Linked DNA regions of Gossypium hirsutum: region 2 is linked to region 1. The links are chromatin contacts, called in public Hi-C maps. All regions are on one chromosome and are shown on one strand. Each heading gives the region's core, a stretch centred on a gene start, on an enhancer-like site or on the middle of the called end of the contact. The rest is flanking DNA. Distances are from core to core; before and after follow the strand shown. Region 1 holds the start of LOC107920162 (type I inositol polyphosphate 5-phosphatase 2). Region 2 holds the start of LOC107919920 (protein N-lysine methyltransferase METTL21A).

The links. A called contact is a pair of places that touch in the nucleus more often than the background predicts.
Region 2: a Hi-C map of leaf shows a contact between it and region 1, with 2.6 times the contacts expected there. The contact joins the promoter of LOC107919920 here to the promoter of LOC107920162 in region 1. A contact is called at or near these places in 2 of 34 Hi-C or Micro-C datasets (both in leaf).

Annotation. Positions count from the first base shown.
Region 1 is chrA08:112,755,555-112,761,374 of Gossypium_hirsutum_v2.1, reverse strand. LOC107920162 (type I inositol polyphosphate 5-phosphatase 2) reads left to right here and starts at 3,006. Exons shown (of 11, transcript XM_016849707.2): 1 at 3,006-4,135; 2 at 4,248-4,353; 3 at 4,441-4,533; 4 at 4,685-4,772; 5 at 4,862-4,966; 6 at 5,107-5,820. The coding sequence starts at 4,106.
Region 2 is chrA08:112,952,164-112,957,983 of Gossypium_hirsutum_v2.1, reverse strand. LOC107919920 (protein N-lysine methyltransferase METTL21A) reads left to right here and starts at 2,302. Exons shown (of 1, transcript XM_016849362.2): 1 at 2,302-3,219. The coding sequence starts at 2,302. The coding sequence ends at 3,063. LOC107919919 (regulator of nonsense transcripts 1 homolog) reads right to left here. Exons shown (of 29, transcript XM_016849361.2): 25 at 5,679-5,741; 26 at 5,514-5,585; 27 at 4,661-4,783; 28 at 4,461-4,580; 29 at 3,434-4,237. The coding sequence ends at 4,103. LOC107920334 (vacuolar protein sorting-associated protein 53 A) reads left to right here. Exons shown (of 25, transcript XM_016849994.2): 25 at 1-582. The coding sequence ends at 256.

The DNA of each region.
Region 1 (5,820 bases), core at 1,757-4,256:
CATGGGCGTGTGTTTTGGCCGTGTGAAACCTGCAATAAATCGTAAAAAAAATTGAATTTACGATATGGCCTAGCACACAGGCATGTGGCAAACTGTGTGACACAAGTCAAAAAGTTATACGGGGTCGGACACGGCCTACAGCATGGGCATGTCCTATGGTCACACGGGCGTGTCCCTTGACCACACAGGCTTGTGTGCCCTACACCTAGGAAAAATTTTAAAATTTCATGAAAATTTTTTTGAGTTCCCGATTTAGTCCCGATTCGATTCTAATGTTTATATTGGGCTTCGAGGGTCCATTCAAGGGACAATATGACTAGTTTTATAAATGAGTAATAATTAATATGAATTATCTTAAATTGTTTTGTAAAGTCCGGTAATACTTTGTAACCCTATTCCGGTGATGGATATGGGTTAGGGGTGTTACAGTAAATGTGTACATGTTATGTATATGTTAAATGTTAGTGACAGTGTTTCGCTAAAGATGCAAATATGTAGTGAGTGTGCACGGATAATCGATATGTGTTTGATTTAAGATATTTTGGCCTTGTGATCTTGAAACCGTTGGATATAGTTAGCATGCAATAGGATTGTGAGTACTTACCTATATGTACAGTGATTTTTGGCATTGAGGCCCTAGGACATATTGGAGGGATAAGGGACTGTGAGTTAAGCTCCATTCAACGGGACATGTGAGGGGAAATAAAAAGAGTACTAGCTTTATGCTTCACTTTTGGGACATGTTTGACTCTATGAGTCTATGTTTGGTGTCTTGGAGATCCGTGTATTCTATGTGTGATGATAGAGCTCGCTTTTATGTTTCATAACTTAAGTGCCAAATTATTTTAAATTATGAATATTTGTGTATTGTGATAAGTGTTTATATGACATGTGACCATTATGAAATTTGTCTATAAAGATGTTTTTGAGTATGGTGATAAACGTTTGAATGTTATGTAATTATATGAGTATTGTGATATATGCTTGAATGTTATGTGATTATATGTGTAATTTGATATATGCTTAAAATTGAATGTGATTACTATCTAAATGAACTAGTAAATAATGCATGAGTGAGTATAATATGACACTAGAGTTGGAATTGTTGTGGTTGTGCTTTATGGTTGTTTTGTTAATAATTTATGAATTGTTATCATGGTAGTTGTTCTAGGCACTCACTGAGCTTGTTAAGCTCACCCACTCCTTTTAAACCCTTGTAGAGTGGTTAAGTGTTGATGTGAGCAGTGTGGTTCTGAGAGATGATCCAAGCAAGTTCATTTCCGTGATTTCGTAGGTGTTATTTTTATTTGTTTATGTTTAGGGAATAAGGCAACGTGATAGACTTTTACTAATATTGGCTATGATATTTTGGATGCTTCCAGAGACTATTTATTCTTAAGTTTATGATATTCCTTTCGTATTACGTTGATTATAGCTCGGATTTACTTTTAATTGTTGAGACTAGTATTACGGTCGTTGATTCTAATTTAATAGTCTCTATTGGAATTCTCTACCTATTAGCTAAGTCACTCAAAATTTACAAAGGTGTAGAACCTTAATCTACCACCATGCTTTTGTTGCCTAATCTGGCTTGAATGAAACCCTCAACAAGCACTCCTATCAAAATTTCCAACTTACTAGCTAATGCACTCAGAACATGCGAATACATCCGCACTCACATTAACATGTCTAGGAGGCATATCTAATAATCTAGCATACAAACGAACGAACAAATAAATGGTGTGAGTGGCAAGGAGATGATCCAAGTCTCATTCCTACAAGCAAACCTCAAGGCTAACGGCAATGTGTTATCAATCCTACTCCGCATACAATTCAATCAATGGCATTTTCCACAATCTCATGCAACTCTAATAGTGATATTTCAAACAATTCAAGTATCCAAAAAAATTTAAACACATGGGTTTTGAAACCCCAAACACACAACAACCACCTAGGTTCGAGAGTTAATAAACCTAAAACTTTGATACCACCAAATGTAACACTCTATACCTAGCTCTCTCGCCAAGCCAGAATATCGGGATGTCATACCACCATCTCATGTCATACACAACAAATAAAAGGCTCATTCTAGAAGAAATGTCTTTCATATTAACATTCGTATAGGTTTCAAGTCAATCATACTCTTTAATTATTTGTTAAACTATGTTTCTTTATTAACATTCTAGAAATGTCCTTCACAGAAAAGGTTGCTTCTTGTTTGTTTTATTGCAGTTTTATGTTTTTTTTATTATAGTTTAACAGTTTGTTGATGATGATCTTCTTTGAAGCCATCGTAATTTTGAACTTTGACTTTTAGAGAGGAGATGAAAAGAAGAAATTGTTCCACCATGCTAGAAATTTGTCCACACAAATTTTGAATCGAATATTGATTTGAAAATTTTGGTGTAAAATTTTATTTATCCAATTTATTAATAAATTGCAATTACTTTTCCTAAAAAGACCTTGAGAAAAAAATCTCATCCCACCATACATGCTAATAATGAAGCATTATTTCAACGCAGAAAATGATGGAAGGCCACAAATCAAGTTGAATTTAGGGACAAGTTTAAGTCCAAGTCGCAATCATCTTGTCTGTACCTAAACAGAAAGAACACAATACTTCTTGTCTTGGTCTCCACTTTTTAAATCTCAACTATTAAATCGTAGAAACGCATCCGTACACATTTTCACATGCCTCTATTTTGCCTCTCTTCCCTTTCCTCTACTGGCCTTTGCTATTTAGTCCTATTCTTCTTCTTCTTTGCAGGGCTGTTAAAGTCACCATTCAATAATTAAAACATCCTCCTCCTTAAAAAAAATAAAAAATAAATGAAAACTTCAATTATTTAATAAAAAAAGTTGAAAGAAAAACAGATGGGACGTATCAGTTGAAACCCAAATCTATTTACCTTCACATATAGTGCGATGATCATACTTATGTGGTCCCTTTTATTACAGTTCATGATGTATATAATCTTATTCTTCATGCATAATTATAATATGGTTTACTTTTATATTGATAGATAAAGTTTAACGTATTATTGTATAATTTGCATGAAATCTATTTATAAAAGATACAAATTGCATTAAAAAACCGTCCAACCAATTGGGTCTCAGCTGTTGTTGAATAAATATTTGTTTAATTTACCGATTTGACTTAACCTAGTTTATTTTAAGTGTCCAGTGTCAACCTCCCAATTTGTTTAGTGGAATGCTTCATGGTTCAAGTTATATATATGTATATATATTTATGGTGGGGTCTAACCAAATCTTGGTTGCTGATGGTGTAGAGAATCAAAATTTTCTTCCTCATTTATGAGTTGATTGTCTTAGTCAGTGTTTTGGTTTGGCTTTTATAACATGTCATCAAGTTTCTAAGTTTGCTCTCAACATTTGTGGTTGTAATTATTTTTCTTGTTATTTTAAGGGTTACTTGATGACCTGGGTTCTTAGTATGTTTATAGGTAAGGAGCCAGCAGTTTTTCATCAATAATTGTATATTATCTTTTAGGTTTAGCTTGTTTGGTTCAATTCTGCTGGGTTTTCATACGAGTTAAAAATTTTCCTCTTTTAATGTCAATGGATTCCTTGACATTTGATTGCTTGAATACAAAGCATGTTGCATTATAATTTGGTTTAAGACACTATAGTTTTCTTGTATTGAAAGCGACATTTTGATTTTTACGGGCCTGTTCTGGGGGATTACAACTTACAACTTATAATATTATGATTTGCTTAGTTTGGCATTTTAGATCAGGCAATTGGGGTGTGGGAGGAGAATCACTCAGAATACCTTTTTTTCTTTTCTTTTTAAAAGTTATTTTGCAATTTGAGGTTATGGATGTCTGTTAAAAATGGTCATAGTTTTGCTGTCCTTTTCTGAATGGTCCTAGCATGAATTTTCCTTGTGCTTGGCATCAAATAAGCCAAATTAAGGCCTCTGTAATGGGTTTTGAGATTTCTATATATTAATCTCCTAGAACAGTGACAATCATACTCCTGCTCTTGTCTCTCCGTATTCAAGGTCAAGGACCTGTTTTTCCTTTTTTTTTGGAAACTTACTATATAAGTTTTTTGTACGCTGTCTATTCCTCGAATTCTGACTATGAAAACTAGGAGGGGAAAGCGTTCTGAGGTATTGTTTTGATGCTTGTTAAGTTTTTTTTTTTTTTGCTTGTACCCAAAATTGCAATTTAGATGAAAGCGATGGTTTAATGATTAACTTGGTCAATTGTGTTTGATTGCAGGCCTTTTGGCCATCCATTGTGATGAAGAAATGGTTGAATATAAAGCCCAAGGTGTATGATTTTAGTGAAGATGAAGTCGACACTGAAACTGAGAGTGAAGATGATGGTATTACCATCTTATGTTTACCAACCTATCCTTCCTCGTTCTTTCTGTTGTTTGATGATGTTTATTTTTTCTGCAATATCCATCCAGCTTATTCTCTTAAAGATTCAAGATTGCATGGTAGTGAGGATGACAACCATAGGACATTGGAGAACCATTCTGAGTGCAGAAACCAAATTCCAGGCACTATTTGATTTCTTCGTCTGTGCTTTGCCTGATTTACTAGGATTGTTCATAAATATCTGCTCTACTTAGTCATGAATTGCAGTTATTATCTAAACTATTTGTCAGCTCTAAAGGTTTTTGTGTATGGTGTTGATGTTTCATCATTCAGATGCACCTTCCAAGGGTTATCGATTAGGACACAGGAGGGGAAAGTCGGAAACTCTGCGTGCACAGTACATAAACACCAAGGATGTGAGGTTTGACTGCAAGATGCTTAAACTTAAAGTGTAAGCTTTAAGGTGTTACTGTTTTAATTCTTATTGAAACATGTATTGGTTGCCTATAGGGTGACAATAAGCACTTGGAATGTTGCTGGAAGACTTCCATGTGACGATCTTGAGATTGATGATTGGCTTTGTACGAAAGAGCCAGCTGATGTTTACATTATTGGGTAGGTATTTTCTTTCCCTGTTGGATTCTTTTCTCTAGATTTCTTCTCAAATCTTAGTAGTCGGTACTCGATTATAGGTATTGATGTTAGATGTTCCACTTTTTCCTTGAATAATCTAATACAAGATCTGGTTTGGACAGCTTCCAAGAAGTAGTCCCTTTGAATGCTGGAAATGTATTTGGAGCTGAGGATAGCAGGCCAATTCCAAAATGGGAGGCAATCATTAGAAGAACACTGAACAAATATTGGGAACCTGAAACCAAGCACAAATGCTATAGTGCTCCCCCTTCTCCCGTTTTAAGAACTTCTTCAGTTGCAGATGCATTAGCAGATAAAATTGATGCTCTGCCATCAGAAGTGATGATTAATGAGCATTTGGAGACTGCTATTGGCTATGACTTTGAAGGGCAAGATTTGAAAAAAGACGCTACTATTGGACAAAATTTACAGCTGAACAGAATATATGGTATCGATTTTGACTCTAGGTTAGACTGGCCTGAATATCCATTAGATGCAACCCCACAAGTTATCTCTTCAAATTTGAAACTTCGGAGAGTACTGAGCAGCTCAGCAAGAATTGGCTTTAATATGACAGAGAACTCTATGTTCTACAGTTCTCATGATGTGGTGTTAAAAGAAAGCATATTGAAAAGATCCCACCATAGCTTTGGAAACCTCAGGTCAACGTGTGTGCATGAACAACAGGAGCTAGAAACTGTTGATTCTTCCTCTGATATATCTGATGAGAAGTCTGAAGAAGAGGATGGCGCTTTCCTAAAAGAACCAATGGAGGAACAAGACAACAATAAGGCAAGGTCAACCCCAAACTACATTCGAATAGTTAGTAAGCAGAT
Region 2 (5,820 bases), core at 1,053-3,552, 200 kb before region 1:
TTCGCCAGCAATCTCACGACCTTCTAGTGCAGCACCAGTTGGGCAATCGATGGCACCAGCCCCACCTGCCAGTACAGTTCCAGCCATTTCAAATCCCGCTTCAGCTGGATTTATTGCTTCTCGGGAAGATGTGCTAACAAGAGCGGCTGCTCTTGGACGTGGTGCTGCGACAACAGGGTTCAAGAGGTTCCTTGCTTTAACCGAAGCTGCCAAGGACCGTAAAGATGGACCTTTCAGAAAGCTCTTCAATGCATGAGTATTGCAAATATTCCTGTGTTATATTCTCTTCTCTTTTTGGTATGTTTCTTTTATAACCTTTTTTCTTCCCCCTCCCCCCCTCTTTTTTTCTTTCATACAATTTTGCATTAGAAAACAAAATGTATTATGATGTCAAAGGTGGAGCAGGAGCAGCATTTATTCTTTTTTTAGTTATGAGCTTTAGTAACAGTAAAAAGAATTCCTAACTCCCAAGATTTTCAACATTGGACAGCGATTTGAAAGGGTTAACAATATTCTCTATGACGCGGCCGATGCTAAAACGCCGTACGCTATCTATGAGACACGGAATAGTTGTTGATTCTAGTGTTGACTGTTGAGTAGGTGTGTTAACATTAAAGTTGTCAAAAGCTCAAGTTCTATTTTAAATTAAAGACTCAAAAATAAAGATTTGAATTTCTACTTTGAGTTCGGTTGAATTTTATTTTTAAATTATTATTTTAAATCAAAATAAGGCTCAAATTGTTCAAATTCAATTCTTCTTTTATATTTAGTAATTAGTAAAAATAAATTTGATTTTGATGTTTTATTTAAAACATACCCAATTTTGAATTTAAATTGAGACTTTTTTTCTTTTTTATTTTGTATTCAAAACTTACTTTTTACTTGTAATCCCTCTCAGAAAAATGTGTTTAAGCACATTTGAATTCAGGTGTTCTTAATTCTAGCAATGATGTACACCTTAATTCTTGTAATAGCAATGATGTCAATTGTGGTAAAGTTCAACTGATAATTTAATTGAGATTTTTTTTATATTAATTAAAACAAAAAAAATAAATAGAATAAGTCCTCAAAGTACTGAGTCAAGTACGAAATCTTCCCCTTCTATTCAAAAAGAAAGAAAAGAGCAATGTCAATTAAATAATTATTTAGATAAATAAGGTAAAATTTGATAATTATGTAGAAAAAAAAGGAGGAACAAGTAGAGGCTAAAGGAATATAGATATCAAATTTTTATTTTAGCTTTTTTAGTTGTATTTTAATTAATTATAATTTGATTCTCGGCGTTTATAATGTTTTCAAATCAATATTTTAACTATAGTAGCCAATGGTGTTAACTATTTTGATTTATTAATGATATTATAAAGTAGAAATCAAATTATGTGAAGTTAAATTACATGGACTGAATATCAAATATAAGAGGTAAAATCAAGGTTTTCAAATTAATTGATTTCGTAGAATGAAATGTGAGAATTGGATTTATATTTTTAAAATATAAAGTATAACGTGTTTCAGGTGTACATTAAATCCGATATAATAAGATGACTTTCTACTTTTCTAAATATTAAAAGTAGTAGCTTATAAAGTTTGATTTTATAAAGGGAATTGTCCCATACTACTATAATAGGATTTTTGGTTGAATTTCCTAGACGCCTATTTGCAAACAAGGAACCAAGGTCCTACTGCCAAATGGTGGGCATCGGAACCAGGCTCTAAATATGGCGCTGCCTCTTCCAAACTTGAAGGGGCATTGTCAGCTTGGCCAATTGCGACCTGCCATCAACCTAACCTTATTAGTAGATCGTTGGATTGTTGGCCCAGGAAAAGAGATTTACTTTTCTTGCCGCAAGCAAGACCCTGGTTAGGGACATGAACCTGCACATGATTGGATTAGGTAATTGTGGGTGTGTGTTTTTGGCTGGTGGAGAATCAAGTATGCTTCATCCCTTCATATTTTGCATGAAAAATATATGGTCATCAATATGTGTTGACGGTAGTGGTTTATTTTCATTAATCCAACGCTTCATATCATTTTGCTGTTTTATGATTTTCATGACAAAGATTCCCCATACCATGCTAGGGTCAATGAAACCACGAGGAACAAACTGTTTGAACAATCAAGCGTGGCCGCCCCACCCCAAGAAAGAAAATCAGAATTAAATTATAAAATTTTTAAAAAAAGTCAAAAATCAATAGTATTTTACTAATTTATAATTTTTCAAAACACATTTTATAAAATTTATCATAACTGTTCTATAGTGGTTGTTTCAAGGATTTCCAAGCATTCAAGAATGAAGATACATAATGGTTACCATCCAAGCATCCAAGAAGAAAGTGGAAGAAAGCCAATATTGTGAGAAACCCGCAACTCCCAACTCTTGTTTATGTAAAGAGAGGAGGCGCATGGGCATAATAAGAGAAATCCCAGTAGCAGAAGCAGCAGCCCACAAAGTTTTGGTTGAAGAATTGGACGATGCCATTGACTCCATCACGGGTCGCCCACTCACCGGCTCATGGGTGTGGGACTCCGCCCTTGTTTTGTCCCGCTGGGTGTCCACCCACCTCAATTTTCAAGGCAAGTCTGTCCTTGAACTCGGAGCTGGTGCTGGTCTCCCTGGCTTGACCGCAGCTCTGCTTGGTGCCACCCGAGTTGTACTCACTGATGTCCAACAGCTCCTCCCAGGCCTCTTAAAGAACGTTGAAGTTAACGGCTTTACAGACAAAGTGGAAGTGAAACAACTGGTTTGGGGATCGGACGACAGTGGAATAACGGAGTCAAGCACGTTTGACATAGTTTTGATGAGCGACGTGTTCTTTGATTCAGAAGATATGATTGGATTGGGTAAGACGCTCAAAAGAGTCTGTGGAGAAGCTACGCAAGTTTGGGCCGCCACAGAAATGAGGCCATGGACTGGTGAATGCCTGGATCAGTTGATGGCTCAAGGCTTCCAAGTGGTTGAGCAAGAAACGAGTCAACTCAGTGTTCATGCAGCAGTACAAGATTCTAATACCTTCTTTGCCATCTTTCAAATCAAGCCAACACTTGCAGAGAATTCCCAGCCTTGACCAGCACCTCTTTTAAATGCATGGTCAGATTCTGCTGCTATTAGTAGTGTCTATAGTTCTTGTGGTTTCTACTACTAAAATTTTAACTTGGTTAGATCCTATTAATTCTGCACCATACATAAAAGTCGTAAAATAAAATTAATTCATGTTTTTCAATTATACATTAACCCATTTATTTCATATAATTTTCAAATTTAACAAACTTACAACATTATACATATAATAATATATTTACCACATCAAAATAACAAATTTTAATTAAAAACTTGAAATTAGACAAAAACAATAAAAGTGAACAATTTAAAGTAATTGAAGTAAAACTCACGCTACAAGCTATATTCTTCGATGAAACATTGAATGCTAAATCTCATCAAGACAAGAGACAACTATTATATCATTAACAATGATGCCAAGTCAAACAAACCCCAATTTCTCACATTTTATATGATAATGTCGACAAGCACTAGAAAAACACTTTCTAACATATCGCCATCATTTGCTAACAATAGTTTAAGAGTAATGTATAATTACATGTCAGGAAGAGCTGAAAGGATCAGGCGATTTTCCCCAGCATGCTGTACAAAAATTTTCACCTGTATCTGCTTTCTCTGTATCATCATCATCATCATCATCATATAATGAATGGGTTTATTTGTCCCAGTAATTCAAACAAACCCACCTGCCCTCATTTTATCATCAAACCCTTTCAACAAAACCTTATCATGTAAATGCTCTCTTTCTTTTTTTTTTCAAAAACAATGCAACACTTCCAAGTAGGTATTTGGGGTTATCCTTTCTTTCTCAGCACTGGATGCACCGCCCGTGTTCAAACAACTCCCCTTAATGATATAATCCTTACTCCAATTATATTTATTCCCCATCAACTGGAATCATCTTACAGGTTACGAACAGGAAGTTAACTGACCTGGCAAACATTTTGCACTTGAGAGAAGGATATATTTGGGCATACAAGGACAGCACAAACCAAGTTGCTGATTGCAAAGACCATAACCCATCAAAGCCAAATACATCTTTATTATTAACCATTATAGCGAAGATTCTGGTTTTGGGAACCCTGGCCCTGCTGTGGTTGCTGCTGTTGAGGAGACTGCAAGTTTAGTGGCTGTGTGTTGTAGTGTGCAAAGGGCTGGGAGTAGAGAGAGTTCATCAAACCCTGCAAATAGATAGCCAAATACTCCCATTTATAATGCAGAAAAGAACTTAACAAGGTCACAAAATGCATGGGCCAAAACTAAATGGTCAGAAAATATGTAACCGTATCTCAATGTGAGATTTTAGACAGATTTAACAAGACCAAGACTACCGCTAGTGGCTTAAATGTACAGGCATTATCAGAAAACTTTATGGTTAGAAAAGGATTATTAAATCCTGCAAACCTGAGACTGAAGCTGGTTGGGATTAGCCGCACCAAAGTGGCTCTGTGATGCATCATCTTGTGAAGGATCATTAAAGCCAGCCTGAGTAAACAGGCCTTGTGATCCATGATTCATGTAGTCCTGTAAAACATAACTTCTTTAGAAAAAAAAAAAAAACAGGGAAAAACATTAGCCAATCACCACACAGCACTTTGAGCAACCTGAGTCATGAAATCATTTCCAGCACCAAAACGAGAATACCCAGCTTGAGAATTCTGGTTTAGGAAGTTCCCTGGAAACCCACTCTGAGCTCCTTGTGAAGCATAATCAACCGCATAGCCACCCTGTGAAGCCAACATAAAAACACATTATCAAGCCAGAAATAAGGAACATTTTTTTCTATATACAGATAATTACAAAATAAAGAGAAACTAATGTGAAAATCTAAATACCTTCAAGCAAACACATCAAGAAGCAACCCACATTATCAAACCGGAAGTCAACCAACAAAAGAAACTTCCTTTTTTTATTACAGAAAATTTCAAAGAGAGTTTAAATATCTTAAGGTGGAGAGTTTAATAGGATATATAAACCACACACAGATAAAGGAAGCCATTTGAGGCTTTTGACAATAAGCCCACCTCTCAACATACCTGACAAAATCAACATATAACAGGCAACCCAAAGCAAAGGGCAAAGAACATAGCTTTGATACAAAGAAACTCAAACCTAACTTCAAAAGCAAGAGAACTTTTAAGGTGGAGAATCTAATAGCCGTATATAAACCACATTTAGGTACAAGAGGTAGGCATATGGGACTTTGACATCTTCAATACCACCTTCATTCTGTAAGGTAGGCCCTAAAGAAACATCTAGCAAATTGCCTTGATAGTTTCTTTCTCTTTCCATACGGTCAAGGCTTGGGCGCTTGGCAGTTTGGCAGTAAGCCACTAGAGCAATCTCCAATAAAATTCAAAGCAAATACCAAGCAACCCCACTTACTGATGTATGACGTACAGGATTGAGAAGATAATATTAATATAATGAAAAATGCTAGAAGTAAACAGCCTCTACCTGTGTTGAAAAATCAGCAATGTTATAAGGAACATGTGAGCCTTGGCTTTTGAAGTCCTCACCCAAGAAGTCCTGTGGGATGGTCAAACAAACCAATTATAAGTTATCAAGAACATTAATTGCAATTATGGAAGAAAATTAGAAGATTCATGCAAGATGATGTACCTGGGACATTCCTCCCATTGAAAATCCATCACGAATTGTCTGGCTTGCCCCTTGGACGGGCATCTATTTCAGATGACAAGCATGGTCAGAATCCCATGATATCAAAGAACATAATAAATGTACAAAACTAAAACCATAATAG